Regions from separate parts of the Sus scrofa genome. Here region 2 is linked to region 1. Evidence: chromatin contacts called from public Hi-C data. All regions are on one chromosome and are shown on one strand. The core of a region is the stretch at or near the end of the contact, and the rest is flanking DNA. Distances in the headings are between cores, read along the strand shown. Region 1 overlaps MARCO (macrophage receptor with collagenous structure). Region 2 overlaps C15H2orf76 (UPF0538 protein C2orf76 homolog).

The links. Hi-C and Micro-C count contacts between places; a contact is called where the count stands out from the background.
Region 2: a Hi-C map of liver shows a contact between it and region 1, with 4 times the contacts expected there. The contact joins two enhancer-like sites. A contact is called at or near these places in 2 of 47 Hi-C or Micro-C datasets (both in liver) and 1 of 2 datasets of contacts at active chromatin or transcription factors (alveolar macrophages).

What each region holds. Positions count from the first base shown.
Region 1 is chr15:24,524,440-24,528,486 of Sscrofa11.1, forward strand. It overlaps MARCO (macrophage receptor with collagenous structure), which reads left to right. Exons shown (of 13, transcript NM_001256366.1): 5 at 1,920-2,018; 6 at 2,125-2,160; 7 at 2,641-2,739; 8 at 2,832-2,894. Among named protein-coding and RNA genes, the nearest start is that of MARCO, 24 kb to the left of the region's middle. Within about 2 kb of position 1,317, at least 2 of the 83 cell types and tissues checked have an H3K27ac peak or open chromatin away from gene starts, as enhancers often do. A contact at or near this core is called in liver, where this site is marked.
Region 2 is chr15:24,882,502-24,886,499 of Sscrofa11.1, forward strand. The region is part of intron 1 of C15H2orf76 (UPF0538 protein C2orf76 homolog); the gene reads right to left. Among named protein-coding and RNA genes, the nearest start is that of C15H2orf76, 11 kb to the right of the region's middle. Within about 2 kb of position 2,025, at least 5 of the 83 cell types and tissues checked have an H3K27ac peak or open chromatin away from gene starts, as enhancers often do. A contact at or near this core is called in liver, where this site is marked.

The DNA.
Region 1 (4,047 bases), core at 67-2,566:
TTTCTCAAGGGGATCCCGTCAGCCCCAGAGAGGGGATGACAGCCAGGCCTTTGCCCTTTAGACTCTACCCCTGGGGTCTGGGCCACACTGCTTCCCATCCCACACTCGCCTGTGGCCACACCCAGACTCAGGCCTGGAAATGCTGGGGCCAGCAAGGGGAAATGCATTGGTTTCACATCTTCAGAAATCAGGACTCTAACCTACCCCTCCTCTTCCCAAATTTCCTTGCCCAAGATCACCAGATGTCTCTTTACCCACTGCTTGCCCCAGGCACTGCCTGCAGATGGGGCCAGCGGACCAGGTGAGACCTGACTCAGCCATATTTAGGTTTTCCGCTCTTTGTCCCAGCAGATGGGTAATGCCAGGTGGTGAGGTGCCAGGGGATACATCTGTTTCCCTCACTCCACCTTTAGCTGTGATGATGGGAAGGTTCTGAAGTCAGGCGCAAATGTGACTCCTCAGCTGGTGCCAGGCTCTGGTCCTTTCACTGGTGCTGCTCTGCTTCCCCAGGTTTCCCCCTTTGATGGAGGCATGGAAGTCACAGATTCAGGCCCAGACCGGTCACAAGACCCCTCATACAGCCACACAATTACCTTAATGCAATGACTCTGGCCAGCCCCAAGCAATAGGGAACCAACAAGGAGTTCGCATCATGGCAGAGTGAAAATGAATCCAACTAGTACCCATGAGGATAAGGGTTCCATCCCTGGCTTCGCTCAGTGGGTCAGGGATCCAGCATTGCCGTGAGATGAGGTTCAGATGTATCCCACGTTGCTGTGGCTGTGGTGTAGGCCGGCAGCTGTAGCTCGGATTCATCCCCTAGCCTGGGAACTTCCACATGCCACGGGTGCAGCCCTAAAAACCAAAAAAAAAAAAAAAAAAAAAAAAAAAAAAAAAACACAAGACACCAACAAATCCCTCTAGGGAAATAATTCCTAGCCTCTTCTCACAAGTGCCTTTTGGCCCCTCTGCTCATGTGGACACCTAAGGTCACTCAAACTTTTGACCCAGAGAGCCCTGTATGACAGTGGCTTCTTTCCCTCCACTCCAGACGACTTTGTCTACTTTCCTAACCTAAGGGTACCAGAAGAGCCTGGCACCCTTCTGAGTCCTCTCCAGCTCTGAAATCTTAAAAATCACAGAATAGAGACTTTAACCAAATTCTATCCCAACCAGTCAGTCCTGGCACCTGAGGGAGTAGCTTGGGGTGGGACTCTGCTGATGATGAAATGTTAATGGCTTCCTAATCCCGTGGGACAGCTGGCAAGTTTGGGAAGGGCTGCCAGGCCCTGCCTGGGAGGAGCCTCCCTTGATTGGTATGCGCTGAGCAGTGGCAGAGAGGAGGAGGGAGTGACAGAGGACCGAGGAGAGGACGGACAAGGGTGAGCCTGGAATGCTGATGACAAGTGGAAAATTTGAAACCTTGGGCACCAGGAAAGCCTGTGGCTGAACCTCTGGGGGCATAAGTGCTGCTGCAATGTTTTTCTTTCCATCAATGCTTCAAAGCTTCTATTCTCAGCACCTGGGATCTGCTTTCTGGAATATTCAGATTTCAGTTTGGGAAGTTTGAAAAAACAATTCCCCAAATGCAGACACTCAGATAAGCTGGTCAATGCTGGTTGAGCCCTGGGCTGTGGTCCATCCTCTAGGGACTGGGGCACTGACCAGGGCTCTGAGAGTACCGAAGCCCATCCGCCAAGCTGGGCCACCTCGGCCACATTTCAGGAGTTGGTGTCTTGTCTCTGGAGCAAGGTGGTGTGCTTTTGGAGAGCAGCCACTGTATCTTCCACTCTGGGCACCAAGGAGGAGTCCAAGGAGTCTGAGTTGGGAATTTGGGTGAGACGGGCAGTGTCAGAGTTGGACGTGGCAGCCAGGTTTGCCCTCATCCCATGTCTGACTGCAACTTCTTGGTTTTTCAGGAAGAAAAGGAGACATGGGCATGAAAGGGGACATGGGGCTCATGGGACCCCCCGGAGCCCGGGGGCATAAAGGTGACTTGGGGATGCCCGGGTCCCCAGGTAAGAGTCTGCTCGGTCAGGTCCGTTGACCTGTGGGTATTCCCTTTTTTTCTGGTCCACTGAGCTAGAGGGGAAAAAGATCACTAAAAGTCTCTCTGTGTTTTAGGTGTGGCTGGAGTTCCTGGACTCAAAGGAGATCAAGGTAAGAACTGTGGGAATCTGGGCATCATTCCAGCTACCACTGTTCCTGACTTTACTGTCTTTTATTTCATAGTATTAAGCCAGAGCCTCTAGGGTTTCATAAAACTTGGTGCCTCCTAAGAGGACAGAGCAGTATGTAGAGGAAAGCCTAATTGATTTTTTTTTTTTTTTGAGCTTTGCTCCACTCTGCTGCCCAGTGGTGCGAAGCACTCACAGAATTCCTAGTAAGTCCATAAGCCCCAAACCCTACATCAGTGAATGGAAAATAAATAAATAAATAAATAAATAAATTGCTGAGACTTAAATTTTCCTCCCACTAATAGGGCTAGTTCAAGGCTTCTAAAGAGAGATCTCCATTAAGCTGTACGTGGGGCATTTAAAGTGTTAAGCGATTCATGTGTCACTGCAGAGAACAGAGATGTATTGAAGGGGTAGGCAGCCAGGCCCTCTGCCAGCCTTTCACTCATGACTTAACTTTCAGGACAGCCTGGAACCAGGGGTCTTCCAGGCCTTCCAGGAGCTGCGGGATCCCCTGGTGCCAAGGGTGAGCCTGGCAGCCCTGGCCTCACTGGGCCAACAGGTGAGCTTATGGGTCCTGTGGTGAGTTTGGGAGTGAGGTCTGAAGATCCACCCCGTCCAGCCCTGACACCCTCTATGGCATCTGTTGTCCAGGACCAGCAGGGAGTCCCGGGAGTCCAGGAGCCGAAGGCTTGAAAGGAAGCAAGGGGGACACAGGTAACAGAGGGTGTGGGTAGGTGGGTGGGTGGACTTGCTGGGTGTCAGGGGGACGAGGGGAGGACTACTTCCCAGCAGGCTCACCAGTGCTCTGGCATCTGTTAGTACATTTTCCTCTGCCAGAATCCTTTCAGTCCAAGGCCCTGAGGCTACCCTTTCTCTGCCCAGAGTCCCTGAAAGGCCTTGAACATCATGACCAAGCTTTCATTGTCAAAGAGGAGAGCAGGGCAGCTCACCTGCAGTGTCTCCTGGTCTGCCTTCCAGCTGCGTGCATAAGGTCCACTCTCTCCCACTGACCTGCCGTGGGCCTCAAAGTTCAGGGCTCTGGATTCAGGCAGCAGGTGTCAATAAACCCGTTCTTGCACATTTTCCCAGCGGGGCCAAAGTCTGAGAGGAATGACCCACAGTAACAAACTCACAGAGACTAATTTATAAACCATCGTGCCAACTTAGTCAAGGTTATTTATAAACTATCGCCTCAATTTAGTGTAGGTTATAAACCATCATACCAATGTGGTCTACTTTATAAACCACTGTGCTAATTTTCTCTAGTCATTCAGTGACTTCAGACATCTTCAATGGTCTAGAAAGGCTGGTCTACTGTGTTGGGTACTGGACCCCGGTAACACATAAGACCTGGTTCCTGCCTCAGACATGCAGACTGGTACAAGAGACAAGCAAGACTGTTTGGGGGCAGTGTCAGGCACACTCTTCTGTGGGTTTTGCATGGAGAAGTGCCACATGCCGTTTAGAAAGCCAGGTGCAGGCCAGTGCAGGGTTGTGAGAAAGGGCTGTGCATCTTCTGAGGGTGCTGTGGACTGTCCGTTGCAGCCCCTTCTCTGCCAGAGCAGAAGGTCATGCTTGAGGTAGACAACCTGGATGCCTTCACCTCAGAGCCATGCTAGAAACCCACAACAGGGGCAGGTCCTCTCCATTTTCATTGATTAAGTGGTCAACTGATTGAGAGTTTCTGTTATGGCTCAATGGAAACGAACCCAACTAGTATCCACAAGTATGCAGGTTCCATCTTCAGCCTCGCTCAGTGGGTTAAGGATCCAGCGTTGCCGTGAGCTGTGGTGTCGGTCACAGATGAGGCTCAGATACGGTGTTGCTGTGGCTGTGGTGTAAGCTGGCAGCTAGAGCTTCAATTCAA
Region 2 (3,998 bases), core at 775-3,274, 360 kb after region 1:
CCCCTCGTGGGCCCTTCCTTACTGCTGGACTCTGAGGGGCTTTTTATTTTTATTTATTTATTTAGGCTCTTTAAGGCCACATGTGCAGCATGTGAAACTTCCCAGGCTAGGGATCGAATGGGAGCTGCAACTGCAGGCCTACGCACCACAGCCACAGCAACATTAGATCAAAGCCATGTCCGAGACCTACACCACAGTTCAGGGCAACGCCGGATCCTTAACCCACTGAGCAAGGCCTGCAAGGACAAACCCACATCGTCATGGATACTAGTGGGGTTCATTACTGCTGAGCCACAATGGAAACTCCCGTCCTCTGGATTTTCCACCAGCTTAGCCAGCCATGGAGTAAACCAATTCCATGTGTGGTGTGTGTACGTGAGGGTGTGTGTACACGTGAGGAGTGTGTGTGTGTTCTGCATCTTGTCCCTACTGGTTCTGCTGCTTCTCCAATTGAACCCTCATTGACTCAGTCTTCACTTGGACATTTTACTTGCTCTTTTAAGTTAACGAGACAGCATCTTAAGTGTACCTAAACCAATTGGCTGCATCAAAAGTGGCAGCAAGCTTCAGCATGTCTCTACTTTGGGGGCCCACAACCCTAATAAGCCTTGGAGATATCATTCTCTGTAGCCAATGATTTTGCCAACTGGAGCCTTTAGCAAAGGCAGACAGCTTCCACCCAGAGGTGCCCCTTTTGGTCTTGGACTCCTCACCTCCCTGACACAGCTTCTGATTCTTTAACCTAATATTCCCATTTAGGTGTGAGTCAACTCCACTTGATGACTAATAAGGTGGGAAGAATCAAACAGGTTCACTTGTCAAATGGAAATGATATATTTAACAACTTAGCAAGTCAGGTCCTATAAGCATGTCAGCTTGATGTAGAAAAGTGGCAGCTTTCCCTCTGGGGAAAACTTTCCTCTCCACTCCAAGAGCAAAGCCACTGACTCGACAGGATCCTCTATTCACCAAGGTTCCGCTAAATGCCTGGACCTAGTTCACAAATGGTTTGGCTAAGCTCCAACCTAGCAGTATCCACTGGCCTACCGTGGCTGTTCAGCCTCAGCTCCAGCTGTGAAGAAGTGAAAATGGACACAGTCACTCCGATCAGTGGAAGGAGTCAAGGCTGTTCCCACAGCTCTAGCTATAATATTCCCATAGATGAGTCTTAAAAATACTTACTCTTAGCTGTTGTCAAAGGTCTAGCTGTTTGATCTGCCTCTTGGAAAACCACAAAGGAGCAAATTAAAGACACTTCTCTTAGGGTTGTGAATGGCAGAAACAATTCACAGCTGTTGACTGAGGCACCTGAGTGACTCATCTGGATGCCTACAAAAGGACCTGTTCTCCAACGAGCCCACCTGGACCCAACGGATGATGGAGCCTGCACTGCCCGGGTTGCCACCATTGCTGCCTGACCATCCATTATCATGCACAGCAAAGGACACAGCTTCTAATTCAGAGCCACCATAACAGGCTGACTTATGACTCTGGTCAGAAGCTGACCCGTAGGTCCTGCTGTGAGGGAAGCCACATCACATTGTCCCCTCCTGTTTCCAGCGAACTGACTGCATATGACCCTCGATCTCCTCCCAGGATTCCACAGCCCTGATGACATTTTTTCAGGTTAGTGTTTAACTTTCCAACCAGCTGACCCCAGTCATACCACTGTGACCCCTGAAATAAATCTGTGCCGTGTGCTTGGTTTTTCCATACTATGTGCAATCTGGCAATAGAACATCTTTTATCACAAATGCTAAGGAACAAGGTATTTATTGTAGCAGGGCAAAACTTGCCACCCCAAAATGTCTCTGACGTGCATGTGGATTATTTCCAGCTGAAAACAATTAAGGCCCAAGATTCAAGAAGAAACTTTGACCTTCCTCCTAATTGATTAAAAAAATTTAGATAGTGGCCCTGTTCCAGGAATAGAGCTATCACCGGAGATAAATGCAAAAGACATGGGTGCAATGTGATGGAGGACCAGGGTCTGAAGATCAGAGTCCACTCGGTATTCCACTGTCTCTGCCCAGCCCAGCAAATGTTTATTTGCCAAACATTTGCTTATCCACCTCCATATGAATTGTCTTCCTTCCTCTAAAGTCCTAAACCACAACCCCCAATATCCTCTTTTGTCTTTAGCTGGAGATATATTTAAGGTGAGGGTTTCAGACATTTTGGCAAGTTACTCAGTCTTTCTGGATCTCACCCATGTACACACGTTAGACTTTCAGTTTTCTCCTGTTCATCTGTCTCAGGTTAATTCCTAGACCATCTAGAAGAATCAAGAAGAGTAGAGGAAAATTTCTTCCTTCCCAACACAGCAGACCTGCCACCTCCCTATCATCCACAGCCATCTAATATTGTTAAGAACTGAAAGGGCCTCCTAAAAAATCAACTCAAAAAGAACTCTTACTTTACCTCCCTCATCTCCTCCTATAACACACAACTAAGAATGGCAGTCTGTTCCCTGAACATGGTAACCTCAGAAAGGGATCATCCTCTCTCTGCTTTTTCCTGGGTAATAACCAGGACAGAGAGGAAGCAGGGAGAGGGACAGTTATACAGACCAATGTGAAATCCTAGAATTCCATCCAGACCGTTCCCGTGCATAACACTTCTTTCTTTCTCCTACAGAAACCCTCAGCGAGCCTGATTGGTACATACTCCATATGGCAAGGTGGCCAAAAGGGAGCTTAAGGTATTCTCGTTCAGCCACGTAGATTCTCTTGTTGGACTGACAACGTCCTAGACTGTATCACTGGAATACACAGCAGGTCAGAGAGGGGGACATAATGGGACTTAAGTTTTATAAAAACTCTCTTCAGGGAATAGGAATCGATTAGTAAAAACATGAAGTTATAGAGAGTTCCCACTGTGGCTCAGTGGTTAGCGAACCTGACTAGCATCCATGAGGACAGAGGTTCAATCCCTGGCCTTGCTCAGCAGGTTAAGGATCTGGTGTTGCCTTGAGCTGTGGTGTAGGTCACAGACATGGCTTTGATCCAGCGTTGCTGTGGGGTAGGCTGGCGTCTGCAGCTCCAATTGGACCCCTAGCCCATGGACCTCCACATGCCGTGGGTGAGGCCCTAAAAAAACAAAAAGACCAAAAAAACAATAAAATAAAAAGGTGAAGTTATATAGCTACTGGAATAGGACACACAGATTTTTGTGGAGGTGGAGGGAGGCACCATCTAGGGAAAGAACAACTTCTTCCCAGGAGACAGGGGTGGGAAGGATCATTTATTAACAATCTTTCATCTTTTTTTTATTTTTTTTATTTTTAGGGCCGCACCTGCAGCATATGGAAGTTCCCAGGCTAGGAGTCGAATTGGAGCTACAGCTGCCAGCCTACACCACAACCACAGCAACACCAGATTCCGAGCTGTGTCTGTGACCCACACCACAGCTCAGAGCAACACCAGATCCTTAACCCACTGAGCAAAGCCAGGGATCGAACTGAGTCCCCATGGATACTAGTTGGATTCATTTCCGCTGCGCCGAGACAGGAACTCCAACAATCTTTTTATCTTTCAGAACTGCCCCAGAGCTCTCAAGAATCAAAATACTCTTAAGGTTCCAAGTCAGTATAAACACATTAAATTTTAACTGACTCCTGAATTTTCCACCCCAACAGATGGCTCTGACTGCAATGTAATCACCATTACCATCAAATCTATCAGAAACATCTACTAGCTCCTGTGCCTCTCTTACAAAACACCTGTCAACACTTCTAGACCTCTCCTCCCCACACCCACGGCTCAGCATGCCATGTCACAGAGGACTCTCAGCTGATAGCCTAGACAAACAAGACAGACTGGACAGCCTGCCCTCAGGCAGCCCCTCCAAACCAAGGTCTAAATGCAATAATGTGAACCCAAGTGAAAAACAGGTCACATTGGAAGACCCTGACGACCTGTGCCCTCCTAACCGTGTGGTTAAATCCCTGGCCAGGGAACTTTTATATGCCACAGGGGTAGCCAAAAATAAAAATAAAA